Linked DNA regions of Oryctolagus cuniculus: region 1 is linked to region 2. Evidence: chromatin contacts called from public Micro-C data. All regions are on one chromosome and are shown on one strand. Each heading gives the region's core, a stretch centred on a gene start, on an enhancer-like site or on the middle of the called end of the contact. The rest is flanking DNA. Distances are from core to core; before and after follow the strand shown.

What was found. A called contact is a pair of places that touch in the nucleus more often than the background predicts.
Region 1: a contact with region 2 is called in a Micro-C map of ear pinna, with 9 times the contacts expected there. The contact joins two enhancer-like sites. A contact is called at or near these places in 6 of 6 Hi-C or Micro-C datasets (ear pinna, embryonic fibroblasts, liver and 3 more).

Annotation. Positions count from the first base shown.
Region 1 is chr1:39,224,746-39,227,794 of mOryCun1.1, forward strand. No RefSeq gene overlaps it. Among named protein-coding and RNA genes, the nearest start is that of BBOX1, 140 kb to the right of the region's middle. Within about 2 kb of position 1,531, at least 1 of the 8 cell types and tissues checked has an H3K27ac peak or open chromatin away from gene starts, as enhancers often do. A contact at or near this core is called in ear pinna, where this site is marked.
Region 2 is chr1:39,113,833-39,116,670 of mOryCun1.1, forward strand. All of the region lies in intron 8 of CCDC34 (coiled-coil domain containing 34), which reads left to right. Among named protein-coding and RNA genes, the nearest start is that of CCDC34, 83 kb to the left of the region's middle. Within about 2 kb of position 1,424, at least 1 of the 8 cell types and tissues checked has an H3K27ac peak or open chromatin away from gene starts, as enhancers often do. A contact at or near this core is called in ear pinna, where this site is marked.

The sequences.
Region 1 (3,049 bases), core at 281-2,780, 110 kb after region 2:
ATATAGTTTCAATTTTCTTTAAAATCAAAAGCTTAACCCACCACTAAATACAAAATTCAGCATTTTGAAAAAGATTTATTCATTTTATTTATTTGAAAGGCAAAGTTACAGTGAAAGAGAGGGAGAAACAGAGAGAGTTCTTCCATCCACTGGTTCACTCCGTAAATAGCCACGATGGCTGGTGCTGGGCCAGCCCAAAACCAGCAGTCAGGAACTTCCTCTGGGTTTCCCCCGTGAGTGCAAGCGTCCAAGCACTTGAGCCATCCTTCACCGCTTTCCCAGGTGCGCTAGCAGGGAGCTGGATTGGAAGTAGAGCAGTCAGAACTTGAACCAGTGCCCACAGGGGATGTTGGTGTTGCAGGTGTAGGCTTAACTCACTATGCCACAATGCTGTCCCCATGAGTTCATTAATATTTTGATAGTGATTCTCTTCTGTTACGTTGATTTTTTGTTTGACTCAAGTCACACAGAGCCACCTGATTTGAGGATATAATTCATTTGCCATTAAAATTACACAAATATTCATTTTTGTTTTTAGAAAATGAAATTGTAAAGATGGAGGCTATTTTCTAGTTATTTTCCCCTGGCTCCTATTTTATAGTTTCCCAATGATGGAATCTATTATGAAACAGGATTTCTTAGAAAATAAGGCAGGCTTCTTTTCTCCCTGGGAGTTGCTATATGAGCTGGTAACTGCTTCTTCAGACCTTTCTGATCAGGTAATGAGACATTTTCCAACTCAGAGAATGTCATAATTCAGTGGAAGTGATCATGAGTTTAGTTCATATCCTCAGGATACTTTTTGTGGCATTTGGTCCGAAATGTGCTGTGCATTGGTAATTTGGGAGCCAAAATATTCGAAGTCATGGAAACTGAAACCGAGAGCCTCTTTGAACTTGATTATGGTCTGTAGCATGGGAGAAGGCCATGGTGAGCTCTTGTGCATGAGGCTTCTTTGTACCCTCTCAGCCAGCCTTTTCTCCTCTCCCAGCACTTGCCCTGCACTGCCTCCAGCAAGAACAGGGCCCAGATGCTGTGTGGTTCTCCCACAGGGATAACCCGTGGCCTTCCTGTGCCACAGAAGCCTACCCAGGGTGAACAACAGGCCTGGAATGAATTCATTTATTAAGAAGGCTGGTGGGAAGTTGTAAACACAGCTGCTGACTGCTGGCTCTGCAGACCTGTCTGCATATGGCAAGTGAAGCAATACTGGGTGGTAACACAGCCTCATTGTCTGGGGTTTCCTTAACTGAACTTCATAGAATTCCCTTGGCAGGGCAGCCAACAGCAACATGGCAGTCTCTCCAGAGATACCCAGAGGCAGGATTCCTTTCGCCTGGTGTTTCTATCCACGGAGCCCATCTGATGATGACAGAGAGCCTTGGAGAAGGGGCAGGAGGAAGAAATAGTAACTTATTTAATAAGAGGACATGTTTTCCAGTGATTGAACACTTTTGTTTTTGCTGAGTTCCCAGTGGAGACAGCAGTTAAGCTTGTCAGCTGTCTTAGTAGTATTTGCTTATGCTTCTCCCCAAACTGGGCCTTGGCAGTTTTCTTCCTGGGAGAGACACATTCACACCTTAAGCAGATGAAATTGTCTGAAATGCAAGGTAGAAACTTACTTTCCAGAGATCCAGAGTCTAGAAAGTATTTCTCTATTTGCCTTTTCATATGAGCCCAAGCTTCGCCAGTCCCTATTTATAGATGAAGAAATGAAAGTTCAGAGAAGTTAAACAGTTTGCAGAAGGTTGAATGACAAGCCAAGTGGCAGGGCAAAACTTGCATGGAATCTTTACATCTCTGGAACGTGTGCTCAGTCCATGGCACCCTAAAAGCCACACCAGCTCGTCTGAGACAAGCAGGCACTCAGGTACTTGTTAGGGTGCTGGAACCCCAGGAGGCTTCTGGAACTAAAGCTCAGGCTTGCCGACCAACATTTCCTGCATCAATATTTGGATCAACACTCAAAGCTTGCTGACAGTGCGCTCTAGTAGCAGAAAAGGAAACACATGAGGCAGACTGTTTGTAAGGAAAAATGGGAGGAAAACAAGTGAGCTCACAGGCTGCCTGAAGATGATGGTGCTTTGATGAACACCTTCCTGCTCTAGGCAAAGTGTTTTACTTCATGCTTCAGAAGGCTTACAAAGTGTCCAGTGCTTTTGGAGTTTCTAAGGCTGGATTCTTTGAAGAATTCAACTTGACCAATATGCCCACTATGTTTCCGTGGTTTGCAAAGTACCATGGTAGAAGCTGCAGGTGGGGGTATCAGAAATGACTAAACCAGACCCTTGCTTTTGAGTTGCTCCCAGTCTTGTAGGAAACACTGACTGGTTGTAAACAGCTTTTTGCAACATGAGGCAGAGGAAGTAAGTGCCATAACCGAATGAATAATTGAGTGCTCTGTGAGCCGGAGGAGGGAAAACTCATTCCAGCAGAGATAATGGAAGACTTGAGGTGGAGGAGGGATTTGTGGCAGGCCTTGAAGGACAGCAGGATTTAGCTAGAAGAAATCAGGGGAAGAGTATTCTGGGCTCAGAGCCCAGAAGAGCAGGGGTTTATTTTCCATGTTCTATGTCACTCACCAGGGGATGACTGGGGAGGTGGAGAGGGGAGGGCGAGAGGGAGGTGAAGGACCTGGGAATAGCTGGGAGCAGAAGGAATGAGGCATAGAAAAAGGAAAGGGAGCCACTGAGGAGGGGTATTTTAACCCTTTTATGTTCAGGGACCTGGAAAAGGTTAGCCCTATCCCACCAGTCAATTCTCCTCCCATTGTCAAGGAAGGGAAGCTAAATGGGAATTTAGTTAGCTCTGTAAGATTCAGTAACCCTCAATGCACCGTTCTGGGGTAAAACATTGGCTTAATCTTGAAAAGTAAGTTGAGCTGACCATAAAGGAATGAAGTTGGAAATGAACAACTCAGGAATCCCTAGAGCATACGCAAACACATGGAGATTGAACAACATGCTCCTGAATGAACAATGGGTCATAGAAGAAATCAAAAGAGAAATCAAAAACTTTCTGGAAGTAAATGAGGATAACAGCACAACAT
Region 2 (2,838 bases), core at 174-2,673:
TTGTGTGTGTGTGTTTCTAAAAATAAATAAGCAAGCTAAAATAATTCATTAGAAATTCTGTGCCTCCTGACATTGTTGTTTGATGATTTTTGTACCCAGGCAAGATGAGGAAGTTCCTTGTCTCTGGCTTTGGGTTTCCTAATAGTACCCTCTGAAGTTCTTAACTGGTGCTTTTCTCATGCTAGGACCAGAGTTAGAGAATTCTCACTTAAAACAGTTCGCTTGTTACAGTAAAGGACTCCAGAATGTTCTGAAGGAGAAGGTATGCTGCAGTGATATCTTCTCTGTGTGATTTGGGGAATCAGAGTATTGTGCTTAAGAACAATATCTATTCGCTTTGAGGGCCTTTATTTCTCTCTATGATTCTGAGCAATACTCCAGCCCACCTACTCCATCCACATATTCCTGTGATCTGATGGACTTTCTTCATGGAGTGTGTGGAACATTTAGATGACCAGACTCAGACTTTAGATCGTGAAAAGCAAAGTTTGCAGGAACACAAGGATCTTAGGTTTAGCTGATTTTCTACCCAAATTTATTTAGGGAAAGTAGAGTCTTGATATTTCCTTTTCTTATAGTCCTTCAGGCTGTGTTTCAATTCTGAAGAAAACAATCATCTTCAGAACACTAAATATCATTTTTCATATATATTTTCAGGAAGCAAAGTAAAGACGTAATTGCTAATACCCATTTCTTCTTGCATTTTCTATTGCTATAACAGAACACCCAGGACTGAGTAATTTATAAAGCAAGAGATTTAGTTTGGCTCACAGATATCCAAGAGTGTGGTGCTAGAATCTGATTGGCTTCTGCTGAGGGCTGCATGGCAGAGAGTGGAAGGGCAAGTGGGTGCATGTGAAAGAGAGATCACATGATGAGAGAGGAGGCAAGAGAAAGCTCAGGAAGCCCAACTCACTGTACAACCTGCTCTGCAGTAACACGCATCCAGTCCCAAGAGCAAGAAGTCACTTCTCCCTGGAGACAGCATTATGCTATTCGTGAGGAATCTGCCTCCTGAAATACCTCCCACTAGTGCTCATCTCCCAACACTGTTGCATTGATGAATTTAACCTCAGCATGAGGTTAAAAAGTGGGGACAAACCATAGCACCATTAGCAAAAGTGACCAATGAAATTGTCAGGCACTGATTCGCCAATTTTTTAAAAAAATTGAACGATATACCCTCATAAATCCTGCTTTCGCCCAACTTAACTCTTTAAAAACAGACAAGTCTATATGTTTTTTAAAAAGATTTATTTATTTACTTATTTGGGGGTGGCAGAGGGAGGGAAAGAGAAATCTTGTATCTTCTGGTTCACTCCCCAAATGACCACAAAAGCTGTTACTGGGCAAGGCTGATGCCAGGACCTAAAAATTCTGGATCTTCCATGTGAGTGGCAGTAGCTAAAGTACTTGAGCCATCCCAGGAGCATTGGCAGGGAGCCGGATCAGAGGCTGAGCCGTCAGGACTCCATCTGGCACCCTGATATGTGATGCGGGCTTCCCAAGCAGAGGTTTAACCTGCTGTGCCAGGCCCTCCCCAAATCAGTGTATTATTTAAAGAAATGCTGACTACCTCTCTGGAAAAGCTGTCATTAAGTCCATGTTGTTTCCTGCAACCAACGACTTTCTGGTGCTGAGGAGGTAAGAATATTCTTTTTTTTTTTTTGACAGAGTAGACAGTGAGAGAGAGAGAGAGAAAGGTCTTCTTTTACCGTTGGTTCACCCCCCAATAGCCACTGCGGCCAGCGTGCTGCGGCCGGCGCACCGCACTGATCCGAAGGCAGGAGCCAGGTGCTTCCTCCTGGTCTCCCGTGGGGTGCAGGGCCCAAGCACTTGGGCCATCCTCCACTGCACTCCCTGGCCACAGCAGAGAGCTGGCCTGGAAGAGGAGCAACTGGGACAGAATCTGGCGCCCCAACCGGGACCAAAATCCGGTGTGCTGGCGCCGCAGGCGGAGGATTAGCTTATTGAGCCGCGGCACCTGCCAAGGTAAGAGTATTCTAAGACATAATTTATTTTTGTTTTGTATTTTCTTCACCCATTGACGTGGAAAAGGCTCCCTTCCACTACCATGTCAAGCCTGAGCTCTCGTTGCAGCTCTTGGTGTCTGCAGTCATTCTGGCAGGAAGGCTTTCTCTGCTGCCAGAGAGGCAGGAGATGGCAGGTTACGAAGAATGAAGCCCTGCTAGGTGTGTTCATTGCCGTTGATGAGAAACAGCTGCCCTTCCTTGTTGGGCCAGTTGTTTAAGGCGTTCCACTCCTCTCCCCTGAAGTCTAATAAGTAACCAAGACAAATCAGCTGATTTGGGTCACACCAAGCTGGAATCTGCCAGCCCATTTTAAGAGTGACTTAAATTTATGGTGTCAGCATTGGGAAATTTTCTAGAACAATGCAAACAGCTAGATCCATGGTTCCATGAATGATCACAAGCTGAGTAATTTTCTCCTCTCTGTTCTCAGGGGCTGCTGTTTCTTCTTAAAGCTTTCAGGTGGGAAAACTCAGAAGGTTGGCAACAGAATCACTATTACCTACTTTAGGATAATGCAAATTTTAATGTACACAGCAATCACTGGGAATCTTGTTAAAAATGCAGATTTTTATTCAGTAGTTCTGGGTGTGAGGTTGAAGGTGGAGGAACTGAAATTCTGCATTGGAAAGGCTCTCCCAGATGATGCCAGTGTGACTGGTCTTTGGACCACACTGAGCAGCAAGCCCCAAATAATTTTTATCTTTGTTTCCTGTTTCAAGCTTGCATGATATTAGAAGGATGAAGAATACATTTTCTAATCCAATTTCTAACACTATCAGCAATGGAGAATGTATAAGTAATGATT